Linked DNA regions of Mus musculus: regions 1 and 3 are each linked to region 2. The links are chromatin contacts, called in public Hi-C and HiChIP or PLAC-seq maps. All regions are on one chromosome and are shown on one strand. The core of a region is the stretch at or near the end of the contact, and the rest is flanking DNA. Distances in the headings are between cores, read along the strand shown. Region 1 overlaps Peak1 (pseudopodium-enriched atypical kinase 1). Region 2 has its middle 74 kb from the start of Gm31529. Region 3 overlaps Hmg20a (high mobility group 20A).

The links. A called contact is a pair of places that touch in the nucleus more often than the background predicts. HiChIP or PLAC-seq counts read pairs in DNA pulled down with a chosen protein or histone mark.
Region 1: a contact with region 2 is called in an H3K27ac HiChIP or PLAC-seq map of regulatory T cells, with 2.7 times the contacts expected there. The contact joins two enhancer-like sites. A contact is called at or near these places in 2 of 15 datasets of contacts at CTCF or cohesin (the G1E-ER4 cell line and the NIH/3T3 cell line), 12 of 484 Hi-C or Micro-C datasets (B cells, CD4 T cells, the G1E-ER4 cell line and 9 more), 13 of 115 datasets of contacts at active chromatin or transcription factors (CD8 T cells, the HPC-7 cell line, acute myeloid leukemia and 7 more) and 1 of 9 other capture datasets (embryonic stem cells).
Region 3: a contact with region 2 is called in a Hi-C map of trophoblast stem cells, with 2.0 times the contacts expected there. The contact joins two enhancer-like sites. A contact is called at or near these places in 2 of 15 datasets of contacts at CTCF or cohesin (CD8 T cells and the NIH/3T3 cell line), 26 of 484 Hi-C or Micro-C datasets (the BV-2 cell line, the C2C12 cell line, CD8 T cells and 21 more), 20 of 115 datasets of contacts at active chromatin or transcription factors (CD8 T cells, the HPC-7 cell line, T-cell acute lymphoblastic leukemia and 15 more) and 4 of 9 other capture datasets (adipose tissue, embryonic stem cells, liver and 1 more).

What each region holds. Positions count from the first base shown.
Region 1 is chr9:56,388,124-56,392,339 of GRCm38.p6, forward strand. The region is part of intron 1 of Peak1 (pseudopodium-enriched atypical kinase 1); the gene reads right to left. Among named protein-coding and RNA genes, the nearest start is that of Peak1, 28 kb to the right of the region's middle. Within about 2 kb of position 2,823, at least 5 of the 459 cell types and tissues checked have an H3K27ac peak or open chromatin away from gene starts, as enhancers often do. A contact at or near this core is called in regulatory T cells, where this site is marked.
Region 2 is chr9:56,504,386-56,508,915 of GRCm38.p6, forward strand. No RefSeq gene overlaps it. Among named protein-coding and RNA genes, the nearest start is that of Gm31529, 74 kb to the right of the region's middle. Within about 2 kb of position 1,741, at least 268 of the 459 cell types and tissues checked have an H3K27ac peak or open chromatin away from gene starts, as enhancers often do. A contact at or near this core is called in regulatory T cells and trophoblast stem cells, where this site is marked.
Region 3 is chr9:56,431,295-56,435,572 of GRCm38.p6, forward strand. All of the region lies in intron 1 of Hmg20a (high mobility group 20A), which reads left to right. Among named protein-coding and RNA genes, the nearest start is that of Hmg20a, 15 kb to the left of the region's middle. Within about 2 kb of position 1,552, at least 4 of the 459 cell types and tissues checked have an H3K27ac peak or open chromatin away from gene starts, as enhancers often do. A contact at or near this core is called in trophoblast stem cells, where this site is marked.

The sequences.
Region 1 (4,216 bases), core at 1,573-4,072, 120 kb before region 2:
AAAAAATGAAAGACACAAACCTTTTAAAAAAAAAAGATCAAAACTACACAAAATCATCTAGGACCACAGCTGGAAAACAAGAGAAGCAAGAAAAGCAATGGAATACGAGGTGACGGCTGATCCAAAGAGAACAGGGGAGCAGCTTTAAGAACAGTAAAGAAGAGCTGAATCTGATCTTTCCAATACACTCTCCATTTTTATTATCAATTTGGTTTACATGGGAAATAGGTAGATACAAGACAGTAATTACTTTTCTAATTTGTCTGATGGAAGAAAGGGAACCTGAAGAGTTCACTTGTGAAGCACAGATCAACTTCTTTCATCCAGGTTACAGAGTGTCTCAAATTCAATCACCAGGAAAATTATCTTTTTCAATTACACTAATTCTCCTGGCATTTTCTCCCCAAATACCTTAAGAGCAAATTAAAGGCACTCATTTAGTCTTTACTGCTGCTCTGATGGCAATTAGCTTGCCTCCTCATCTCTGGGTGCACTTACCTCTACCCTGTCCTTACCCACCTACCCCTACCCTCACTAACAGTCAGGGCAAAACACAATCAAAAGATCTAATTCCTTCTGACCTGGATGTGACACTAAGAGAGATCACACACTCTTGCCAAAATTAATGAAACTAGAATAAGAACCTAGGAGCATTGAATTCCTAATGTCAGGGGATTTTTGTGTTTGACTGTTTGTTTGAGACAGGACCACGTCATCCCAGGCTGGCCTTGTGTTTGTGTAGTGCTAAGGATTAAATCTAGGGCTTCATGCATGGTAGGCAAGTACTCTAACCAACTGAGTTACAGTTCTAGGCCTAATGTTAGATCTTTTAGGATAATCTTCATATATTCTTTACATCACACATACCAAAGAAAAGAAGAAAAAAGAAGAATTCTTAGATAATGAAACACAAAAAGGCTCCATTCCCCCACTTTTTTTTTAGTTTTACTTCAGTGAGAGCAAAGTGGCTAACAGACAAGCATAATAAATCAGTCTGAGACGCTCCACAGTTACCATCCAGGGGAGACTTCATAGCATTCAGAACTGTCATCACCTGACGCCCCAATCCTTTCCCACGCCACTTTTCCTTGCCGATGTGATAAATTAAACTCACCTTCTCCCAGAAACTTGGAGCCTGAAGCATAACCCTCCAATCATACAAGTAAAATGACTTTTCCTCCTTTACCTACCAAAGTTCTCAGAAGGTGAGCTACCAAGATGGCTATGCAGGCCTGACAAAGTAAGCCTAATCCCTGAACCCACCAAGAAAGGAGAGAACCGACCTCTGACCTCCACGTATTCATGTGACACTCTTGCTTGCTTGCCCTCTCCCTAATCAAAACCTCTGCAGTGTTGTCGGTTCACTGGTGAATGCTTGCCATCTTCTAGGTACCAACATGACTTAGATCTAGCACTCTGCTCGGCCTGGCCACACTGCTGCTTCCCTCTTCGTCTTCTACTCTATCTATTCTTCCTACTCACTAGAAAGTTGTAAGCACATCTGGAATATGGCCACTAGCTTCTTAAGAGAAAATCCAACGGGGATTAAATAACTGCACAGAGGACTTTCCATGTAAGGATCAAAGGGCTCATCCAATCTCCAAAAGGAATTTTTATTAATATTCATACTACTGCTAAGACAAATCTTTAAACACTTTATGTTCATGTATCCACTTAGAAAATGTACTCATACATTATCTTCTAAATTATCAAAATGCTGAGATATAAAGTGTGTTTACAGCCAGATATAGTAGTGCACACTTACATCTGCGGCACTGGGGATGGGGACAGCACAAGGGTCACTGCAAGCTCCAGGGCAGCCTAGGCTACACAGTGAGTCCACAGTGGGACTTTTTTGTGGTGGCTTTTTTGTTGTGGGGATCTTCTTAAGTAGGATAACTGTTAAAAAATGCAACAAAATATGGTAGCTGACTACAGAGTAGACAGACAGCTGTACAGTTAGTGTGCAATTAGTGTGGAAAGCAAAAGGAATGTTCAAGAAAAATAACATCTAAAGACTACAGATACACAGTAGAGCTATGGAAGGGCCAGGGGAAGGACTGAAGGAGCTAAAGGGGACTACAATCCCATAGGAAAAACAACAATATCAACTAACCGGACCTGCCCTCCTCAACACCCCCCACCCCCGAGTTTCCAAGTATTAAACCACCAACCAAAGAATATACATGGAGGAACCCATGGCTCCAGATACATATGTAGCAGAAGATGGCCTTATCTGGCATTAATGGGAAGGGAGGCCCTTGGCCCTGTGGAGGCTTGATGCACCAGCATAGGAGGATGCAAAAGCTCTAAGGTGGGAGTGGATAGGTGGGGGAGCACTCTCTTAGAAGCAGGGAGGAGGAGGGATGATGTGGGGGAGTTGCAGAGGGGAGACCAGGAAGGGGACATTTAAAATGTAAACAAATAAAATAACCAATTAAAGAAAGAAAAAAAAAAAAAAAAAAGACTACAGCTACAGCCTCAAGCCCACTGCAATCCCGCTGTGATGTTACTCTTGGATGTCAATTTGACAGATCTATAATCACCTTTTTCTGGTTTTCTCTTTCTTTTCTTTTCTTTTCTTTTCTTTTCTTTCTTTCTTTCTTTCTTTCTTTCTTTCTTTCTTTCTTTCTTTCTTTCTTTCTTCTTTCAAGCCTCTAGATACACCTGTCAGGGGTTATCTAGGTTAATTGAAGAAATGAAAGACCCACTTTAACTGGGCAGCATCATTTCATGCACTGGGATCTTGAACTGAATAGAGAGGAAGCCAGCTGCGCAGCAGTGTTCGCCTCTCTCTGCTTCCTGACTGCTAACAGTGTGCCGAGCTAACTTGAGCTCCTGCTGCCAGCACTTCACTGGCATGTGTGATAAACTGAACCCTTGCACTGAGCTAAATGACACCCCTTTCGGTTGCTTTTAGTAGGTATTTTATCAGAGTAACAAGAAACTAATGTGCCATATGCAATATAGTTTTCATACATGTTTCAGGAAGTTGGTTTTAATAAACACAGAACTGTGGTTTAAGATTCTCAACATTTGAAATGTTTGTTAAGCACTAAGATTAGATGACTGCAAACCCACCATTTAAATGCATTTTCTAAATGTACTCTCTGTATACTTTTACTGGCTTTATCTCTAAAATCTGCCAATCCTAAGAACATACTTAGAATAAAAAACTAAAACTGTAACAAGGTGTGAAGGTGCATGCCTAGAATCTCAGCACTAGAGACAGGCTGAGGCAAGAGAATCACAAATTCAAAACCAGTATAGACTATATTAGTGACTATAAGTCACACACACACACACACACACACACACACACACACCATACAAACACACACACCACTACCTACAAAAATGTAAAAAAAAAAAAAAAGCTTTTTTAACAAAACAATTCAACTTCATGTCATGTAGACTGCAAATAAAAATAGAAGTCATCAGCTGGAATCAGGAAGGTAAAATCCCAATCAAATTATTTACCTTAATAATAAAAATATATTGGTGAACTCAATACTAGTTGACTTAGTACTGATCAGAATGAACAGAACTTAACTAGACTCAAATTTTAGTGCAGAAACTGCAAACACAAAATAGTGTGTTTTGTCCTTTCTTGTCCCTTGCCTGCTGCCAGGCACCGGCTCTAGATGCTCTCGAGCAGAGGAATCCGCAACAATGCCCTTCTTCCAAGTGCAAACTTAAGTCAGGATGTCAGTTAAAAACAGAAATCCAAAATTTAATTTGGTGAATATCTACTGAAGAATTGAGTATACCTTCCTTGAATGGTACTAGATTTTCAATTTATCATTTAAAAACACACAAAGAAAACTAAAAATCTATACATGGAGCCAAGCAGGTTAACATGTGAGTTTTAAACTCTGCACGCTCTGAGTATGAGATCTTACATCTTCCCACTCTGCTCTTTGCCCACAGTGTCCTCACAGTACATGCTACTCACTCAGTAGTCATAGAACCACTGTCTTAGCAGTGCTCAGTGCTTGTGTTCCAGTAACTCTTCCTTCACTTTCATGATGGCCTTAAAGCAGAAGATGCTGGAAATGTGGGTATGCTACAGGAATATTTGATACCTCCTTTAGATGAAAAAGGAAAAGAAATATCTCTAATAAGAAAAACCAATATGTATAGATTCTGGGACTACCCATGGATCTATTGTCCCACAGATGTGGGGACCATGATATAAACTGCCTGTGTCAGCTAG
Region 2 (4,530 bases), core at 491-2,990:
AGCCAAGCACGGGGCAGCAACTAAACACCTGGGGAAAGGCTGGAGACTACAAAAAGATTATCAGCTGTGGTCATGCCCCGAGGGGTTTCCCACTCTGAAGACTTGACCCACAGTTAAAGGGGGCCAAGATTAATCATGCCTTAATCTTCACTCTCAACCAAAGGATCGTTCCTGAAGATCTCGTCTATTAAGGCAGTGAGGATTGCTGCAGGGTATGCAGTAATGAGCTGCAGGTATTTAATGAGAGACAAGTGCGGTTGCTGCAAGGGTCTAGTACTCAGTGCCTCATCACAAAACCAAGAGGGCTGGTTTGCTGGGGAAAAGGAGCCCCCGTTGAGTCCATGGGTTGCGAGGGTGGAGAGGAAGTTCCCTTTTGAGATTCAGTGTTGCCAGGAAACACAAGATCATCTGGGAAAGACCTTTGTTTTTGTTTTAATTAGGTAAAGATTTTACATGCAGGGAGCAAGTAGCTGACTCCAGAGGAGGAAAAGTTGGAAGAAAAAAAAAAAGTCAATGTGAAGGAATAAAGACATTTATTTGATGGAGGTAGGGATGCTTCGGCCTCTTTCCCAGCCCCTGCCTCACCTGAAAGTAACTGCCTGGTCCAAAAAAAAAAAAAAAAAAAAAAATCCACCTACATAGGGGCAACACTCCCTTCTGGTCCTTGTCAGCTTCCGAGTGTCCCTCTGTCCTGTGTCAGCACCTAGTAGTCTGAGTTCAGCAGGAAAGGCCGGATGCAGGCCTGGCCCTGGCCCTTCTCTCCTAGCTTGACAGGAGGAGGCCTTGACCTGCCTACAGGATGCGGGTTCACATCCTGCACCTCATCATGGAATCCGGCTTCGCCTGCTGCTCTGGTTTCTTCTTACAATCCCAAGAGACAGGAGCCCTGCAGGGCAGGGAAAGGACCCAAGGCCAGACTTCCAAGCAGAACGCTTTTGGGATGCCTGAGCCTCAGCCTGTCTGTCTTTCAGGGGTGGGGAGGGAAGGGCCCCCCACTCTTTCCCAATGTCCCAGTCTTAAACTCGTGCAGTCCAAAACAAGCCAGTTCATTGTGTTCTTGGATATAAATATTGATTCTGGTTGATGTTAACATTCTGTTCATAAAAGAATGTAACATATTTCTCTCACACCATATTAGACTGATGTGTTGTTTGGCCAAGAGAAGTAGAGATTTCTGGCTTCTGCAGAAAATGTGGACATTTAAATGCATGCAGCTTTCAGAAGTCTGGAGAGCAGACTCAGAATAGCAACGAGGGCTTTTGGCTGGCTTCAGCCCTGTCCTCCTCCATCCTTGGCTTGTCACTTTGGCGTTCCTAATCTCTTGTAATTAGGAAGCTGCTTGGCTGTCCACATCTGCTTTCATCAGGAAGGCCTATAAGGTCAGCGCTGAACATTTTTAATTTTCTTCCCTTGAGAAAAAGATCTGGGAGGTCTCCCATTTTTCTTCCCCTCTCCACGTGGGAGGGGAGGGTAAAGGCTTCAGACCAGAGGGTGGTCCATCCAAGCATTCCAACCTGGGCCAGACAAGCCCAAGAATAGGATGTGCTGGCCGCCTTGGCAAGGCAAATTCCCCACATTCCACAAGCGCTCTTCACGGGAAATCTAACTCATGAGAAAGTGGAATTCATGATGTGTATGCGTGTGCATTCGGGTGCCAGCACGTCTCACACAGACAGATCCCCGGCTCTCTGGTATTTCGTAAGAGTGGTAGAGCCCATTTCCAGATGTGGGAAGCCAGACTGGGTCGCTGTGCTGTCAGAGGAAGCAGCGCCCTCTGCTGTCCAGATCAGACAGCACCGCGGTGGAGGGAAAGGACCCGAGGGGTCTGGAAAGCAAGTTCCTGGTTAAAACCTTGGCTCACCGTGGCATGCTGGAGGCCTTGCACCTCCTTTTTCTTCCCACTGCGAGCCTGCAAGAGGCTGGCTGCCCTCGGACTAGCTGGTTCTTTTGATGTTCTGTAGCTGCGAGCCAGCCAAAAATGAGGATTTGCTATAAAACTCCAGCCTCCCGCAGCATCTGCTGAGCTAGTTCCGAGGTGAGAGGCAGTGGCGCTGACTTCTGCATGAGAACCTAGCCAGCAATCCCAAGCCAGGCGAGACAATAGGGGCAGCGTGCCCACGAGGAGGCCTCTGGCCGAGAGGCAGCCCTGTGGCCTCATTGTGCCCTTGGAAGGCGCTGGCAGAGGCCTGGCTGCCTCCGAGGCTTCCAGCAGAGTGGAAGCTGCCATGGCTCAGCTCAGGCATACTGGCATCTCCACCTCCAGGAGCTGGCAACACAGACAGAGGGAGGCCCCGCCCTCTGCCCTGTTTCCTGCCAAGAAGAAGGCTCTGCAGCACTGCCAGAGTCGATTCGCCGGGTTGAGGGAGGGGAAACGACAGAGAGCGAGAGAAGGAGAGAAGGGGAGAAGGAGAGAGGAAAGAGGTAGAAAATGGGAGAAAAGGAAGGGCGTAGGGAGGAAGAGAGGGAGGAGGGAGAGAGAAGGAGGGAGATAAAGAGGAAGAAGAGAGGGAGAGGAGGAGAAAGGAAGGGAAACGGTGAAGGAAAAGAAATGAGGAAGAAAGAGGGGAGGGAGAGAAGTGTGTGTGTGTGTGTGTGTGTGTGTGTGCGCGCGCGCGCGCGCGCGCGCGCTGCCCAAGCTCCCAAGCCAGGTGCAGAAAGCTACTGAAGCAAACTTATTGGACAACCTTTCAGTTTTGCAAGAGAAAAATAGAAGGCATAAGACAATCAGTTTCTGTTTTGAGGGGAAGATTTTTATTTGTTTATTTTTGGCAAACTGAGCTCCTCTCTGCTGGGAGGACTGAAAACCCAAACCACCAAACAGCCCCTAACAACAATGCCCTTCTCTCTCTCTCTGGGACCAATTTCCAGACAGCACAGCGGTCCTGACAAGGTCAACAAGCCGAAGCTGGGAGCGCAAGATCTTTATCTACGTGGGAAATAAGAAAATCATTTGACTGATAAAAGGAAATACAATAAATAGCATCTAAATTCCTGGCTGCATTCCCCCGAGCCCCTCCTCTGCAAGAGAAAGTGCCAGGGCAGGAATACAACTGCCACTACAGCAGGTTTAAAAATAGCACACTGCACACAGCCCTTCCTACCTTCCAGAAAGACTTCATTACCGGGTCCTCAGCCCTGAGCCTGCAGAGCCGCTGCCGGGGCTTTCTTACCCCTGCTCTGGATTTTTCTTCTTTGGAAGCATGAAGGCAGCGGGTGTGATACATTTCCCTCCCGCTCAGCTAGTTTCAGTCCTAGCACGTCTGGCGCACACGGCGAAAGTCCATTGTATTTAATGGGGTGTTAACTCTGTTTATTCTCTAGGACTTGTACGGTAATTTTACACTCTGCAAAACTAGCAACTTGAACCTGAAGTGCTTTTCCCTCCTCCTCATGCCACTCCAGTGGGCCTTTGGCTCCAGGTCCCTTCACAAGCTTAGCGTTTCCCCAACTGAGATAGCCAAGCATGGTGCAAGCTGCTTCCTGCAGCTGTTAACTCTGCTGGGGCCTGAGACAGGTCTGCATTTCTTACAGACTTAGTTTGTGCCATCTGTTAAATGGGTATTTGAATCTGCCTTGTGTACCTAGAAAAGCTGTTGGCACTGGTTCTCTGGTTCTCAGCTGGTCGCTTTTGTATCTCCTTGGAAAACTGTTAATGTACATGACCGAATGATCCCTGTTAGCCTAAATCTCCGAGTCTCTATCAAGTTAAAGGACCCAAGGCCATGAAAGCAATTACCACCTTACAGATTCATAATATAAACTCAGGTCTTTTTTATCTTTCAAACACTAATTCAAAAAATGTAAGGAGCATCATCACTTGGGAGGCTGAGGCAGGAGGATCAAGAGTTTGAGGTCAACTTTGGTTACATAGTGAGACAATATCTCAAAACAAACAAAAAATATTTTAGGTAGCTTGGTACCTGGGATGCAGCTGGTGGATCCGGACTATTTTCCATGTATTCCTCTCTTTTTAAAAGAGAGAGAGAGAGAGAGAGAGAGAGAGAGAGAGAGAGAGAGAGAGAGAGAGAGAGATAGGCTAGGGAGATGGCTCAGTGGTTAAGAGCACTGACTGCTCTTCCAGAGGACCTAGGTCCAATTCCCAGCACCCACATGGCAGCTCACAGGTGTCTGTAACTCCAATATCTGATACCCTCACATAGATGTGCATACAGGCAAAGCACCAATGCACATAAATTAAAAATAGATAAATTATTTTTAAAAAAAAAGAATTCTCTCTCTCTAGGCCTCCCACCCTCCTTTTTTTCTAACACACACACACACACACACACACACAATTCACGAGGTCTTGTGTAGCTCCAGCTGGACTCACTTCTTAGCTGAAGAGGACTGAGCTACTGATTCCCCGCCTCCCCCCCCCCGCCCCCCCCCACTGCCTCTGCTTTCCGAACTCTGGGGTGACAAGGATGGACAAGTACACTCAGCAGGAAGTGTCACTAAAGTACAGGGCACACAGGCTAAGCAGGCAGCGCTTCACTCATCAGATGCATCTTCCTCAGCTCCCTCTGCCCG
Region 3 (4,278 bases), core at 302-2,801, 73 kb before region 2:
CTGCTTCACAAAAAACATATCCAACTACTTCAACTTGTCTTTCTCAACCTCGATTCATTTCTCCTACTGCTTTCTCATCTCCATGTGTCCTTTACTTTTATACTTTATAGTTTTAATTTCTGTTCTCTTAATTAAACCTTTAATTGTTGTTTTTGGTAGCATCACAACTACTACAGCTTTTTTTGGGAAGCAGTATACCTGGGGTATCAGCATTAATAAAATGTCCATACTATTAAGCCAATAATTACATTTATAATTTATTCTGAAAAATATTGCGGCAAAAGATAGAAGACATAAAATGTTACATTGATACATTGTCTTGAAAGCAATTGAGAGGCTGGGAAGGAAACAGTCTGTAAAGTGATCTTTGACAACTACCTCAAGGCTGGGTGTGGCAGTGCTACCTGAAGTCCCAGATTCCAGCCTGGGGAGACAGGCAGGAGGAATCCTGGGACGTCTTGGCCAACCAATCTTAATTGAATGGATAAGCTTCAGCTTGCAAGAGAGATCCTATCTTAAAAGATTATATGGAAAGAAATTGAGGAAAACTATTATTAACCTCTGGCCCCCCTCCATGTGTGTACACATGTACATGTGTACCCATCCCTACATATACACATAAAAATAACAGCGAATAAATTTAAAAAGTAAAAACATATAAGTATCCAGCAAGTGGCTAAGTAAATATTACATATCTTCTTATTTTCCCCAGTGATTTCTTTTGAAATACATCAAAGATGTTAATAAGACATTTTTACAAAAAGAGAAAATTAAATATAGAGGAAAACAAAATAGAAAAACTGGGATTAACATATATTTCTAAAAGTTATATTTTTGTATTATAATTAGTTACTGGTTGATTCCTTGTGTCAGGGACAGTATTGAAACAATATTACAGAAAGCATTGTTACTGAGAAATACTGCTCTGGAGTCACATCCTAGCTGTATGTCACTAGCTAGTATGTGATCTTACAAAGGAAAGAGGTGGGAGTGGGGCGCTGGCTCAATGTAAAGGTATTTATGGCTAAGCCTGGTGACCACGATTATTTCCAGGACGCAGCTGGTGGAGAGTGAGAACTACCTCCTGAAAGTTGTTCTCTTACATCTACACATATGTAAAACATACACACACACAAACAGAGAGAGGATAAAAATAATGAAAAATAATGAAATTTTATGAAAAGTAAAGAGGTAATGCTATTTATTAAATTAATCAGAAGTGTCTACTCATCGTAAGCCCTCAGTGGTTTTGCTGTCATACATCTTACATTTAATTTTTCATGTTCTCACAAGAAACTTGTTGAAGCTATTATTTTTCACCTTTCATAAGAGAAAAATAGAAAGAATGCTTAAATGTTTTGATTAAACAATCTGTCAGATTAACAGAGGACCTCTGTAGAAGCAGGGCTTCTCTAGGTCCCATGGACACGGTATGTTAATTATTTTTCTTGTTGTTGCATCAAAACTCCTGACCAAAGCAGCTTAAGGAAGGGAGGCCTTGGAGCTTATAGCTCCAGGATGTGGTCCAACATTTCAGGGAAGGCCTGGCAGCAAGAGTTTGAGGCTACTCAGATTGCGTCCACATCAGGAAGCCAAGAGAGACCAAACCTTTTAGTTATCTGGATCCGCTCAGTGGAATTTTGCCTCCAGCATTAGAATAGGTCTTTCCAGCTCAATTAACCTAATCCAGAAATTCCTTCAGGGGCGTGCTAGAGATTTGTCCCCGGTGATTCTAGGGCTGGTAAGCTTTCAGTATTAGCCATCATAAATGAAGAAATACTGGACTTTGGGAAAGGAACCCACAAAAGCAAGGGCATAAGAGGGTGAACTCCCACAGAGAAGCATAAGAAACCAATACTCTAAATTTATTTTTTTTCCTCAAAGCATTTTGCTACACAGGGTCCAGAAGTATAAGAAAATAAATTTATGTTACATTAAGCTAATAGTCTTAAATGATTTGTTAAAGCTGCAATTCAAAACTATTGCAGAGGCATAGGGGAAATGATGGGACGTCTAGAATAAATGTAAGTGGAGCAAAGAGAAAATTAGAGGCACACTGGTAACAATGATAATGAAGACATGACACCTCAAGCTACATGTAAGTTAGGTAGAGCTGTTAGTAGGAATTGACAGCCTTGAGTGCCTGTATTAGAGAAGAAAAACATCAAACATCAGTGCTTTAATGATGTCATTAGGGAAAAGTAGCAAGCCAAACCCAAACAAGTTGAAGAAGGGAAATAATAAAAAGTAGAAATAAATTAAATAGAGACAAAAAGCCAAAAATGTGTTCTTTGAAATCTTTCAGAAAATATATAGGCCTCTAGCAATACCAATCAAGGTGGAGGGGGGTGCTTAAATTTCCATTATCAGGAATGAAAAAGGAAACATACCTTTGTTTTCAGTTGTTGAGACAAGTATCTAACCATGATACTCAGAATTATAGACAGGAGCCGTGAGCCACCACATGTGGATGAAAAGAGGATGGTCTTTTTACATATATATGCTACATGTTTAAAAGGTAAAGAGATAGGAACAACCTCATATGAATAGATTTTAATTTTTAAGTGTAATGTACAACTTGTTAAACACATGTCACCAAAATTAGAATATCTGAATACTCATTTTTATCTACTAATTAAATTTAGTCCAATTAAAATCTTCCTGAAGAAACTACAGCCTAGATGACTTTATCAGTGAATTCTTAAAAAATGTTTAGGTCACCCATGGCAGCACATGCCTTGAATCCCAGCACTTTGGAGGACAGGGGCAGGCAGAACTCTGTGTGTTTGAGGCCAGCCAGGGCTATATACTAAGAATTTGTCTCAAAAAGCAAACAAAAAGTGTTTTAAAGAAAAATGACCTCAGCTTTACTCTTCTGTGGAATATAACTTGTTTTACTGGATTGACAAAGCCTTAATGCCAAAACTGCACAATGTTGGTTTTTCTGGGGTTTGTTTGGGGTGGGGGATGGTTTTTCAAGATGGGGTTTCTCTGTATAGCCCTGGCTGTCCTGGAAATCACTTTATAGACCAGGCTAGCCTCAAACTCAGAGATCCACCTGCCTATGCCTCCCAAATGCTGAGATTAAAGGCGTTTTTAATGATTAAATATGTTTCTAAGGTCAGTCTGTTTTTATATTATTTGACAACTGGGCCAACGAAGGACTTGTAAGATTCTCACAAGTAGTATAAAAAGACAATCAAACATTAAAATAGATAAAATATTTAAATAAGCATTCCACAAAAGAAACTATTCAAAGGCTTATAATGATCATATTTGTATAAGATAAATGCAGATGTAAGCCACAGTGAGAAACCATTGCATACCCATTGTAATGGCTAAAATTAAAAAGAGTGGCAATAGCCCAGGGTGATGGTATCTGTAATTCTTCCACTGAGGAGGCTGGGTCAGGAGAATCCTTCCAAACTTAGAACAGCCTGGTCTGCATAGTGAATTTCAAGGCATGTTGTGGCTATATAGTGAGACCTTGTCTCAAAACTACAAAATCACCAACACAAATGAGACTGACAGTGTCAAGAACTAAAGATGTAGATCAAATGCGACTCATGCTTCTGGGTAGGTTCGTGAACTATTCCAACGATTATGGAAGTCAGTTTGACCATATGCTCTAAAAGTTGGAGCTATTGTCCGGCCTCACTATTTCTCAGTGTAGTAGTCAACAGAAACCTGTACTAATCACTCACCAAAACATAGGGATGGACGGGAATGGTCACAGCAGCAGCTAAATGCCCTTCAAGGTAGACTAGGCTAGCTAATGCCTTCTGTGATATAATAGATGCCCATCGTGTGCATATGTGAACAAAAGAACCCCGACAAAAAATAACTGCGCACTGTACGAACTCAGTTCAAAAATAAGCAAAACAAATCTATAATGTAAGGTGTCATAAGTTTTGTTTGTGCGAGGATAATGCACAAGAAGGGCATAAGCTGGGGAATTTCTGCCTTGTAATAGTCTCTTTTTCTGATGTGGCTATAGTTGATACTGTGCATACTTCATGACAAACCATCAGATGAATACATATGATGTCAATTGTTTACATTTATACTGTCGTACTTAAACCTCTCACTGCTCCCGTGGCTTTAAAGATTCTTTTGCTATGCATTCCCAACTCAAGAACGAGAGGCGGTGTTCTGCTCCCATTGCTCCGTCAGCAGACTCTGCTCGTAGAACCCCAGGAACTTCTGTGCTGTCCACCAACATAGGCATCTTGCACAGTCTCCTTTACTTAATCCAAAACACGTGGGTGTCTCCTTTTG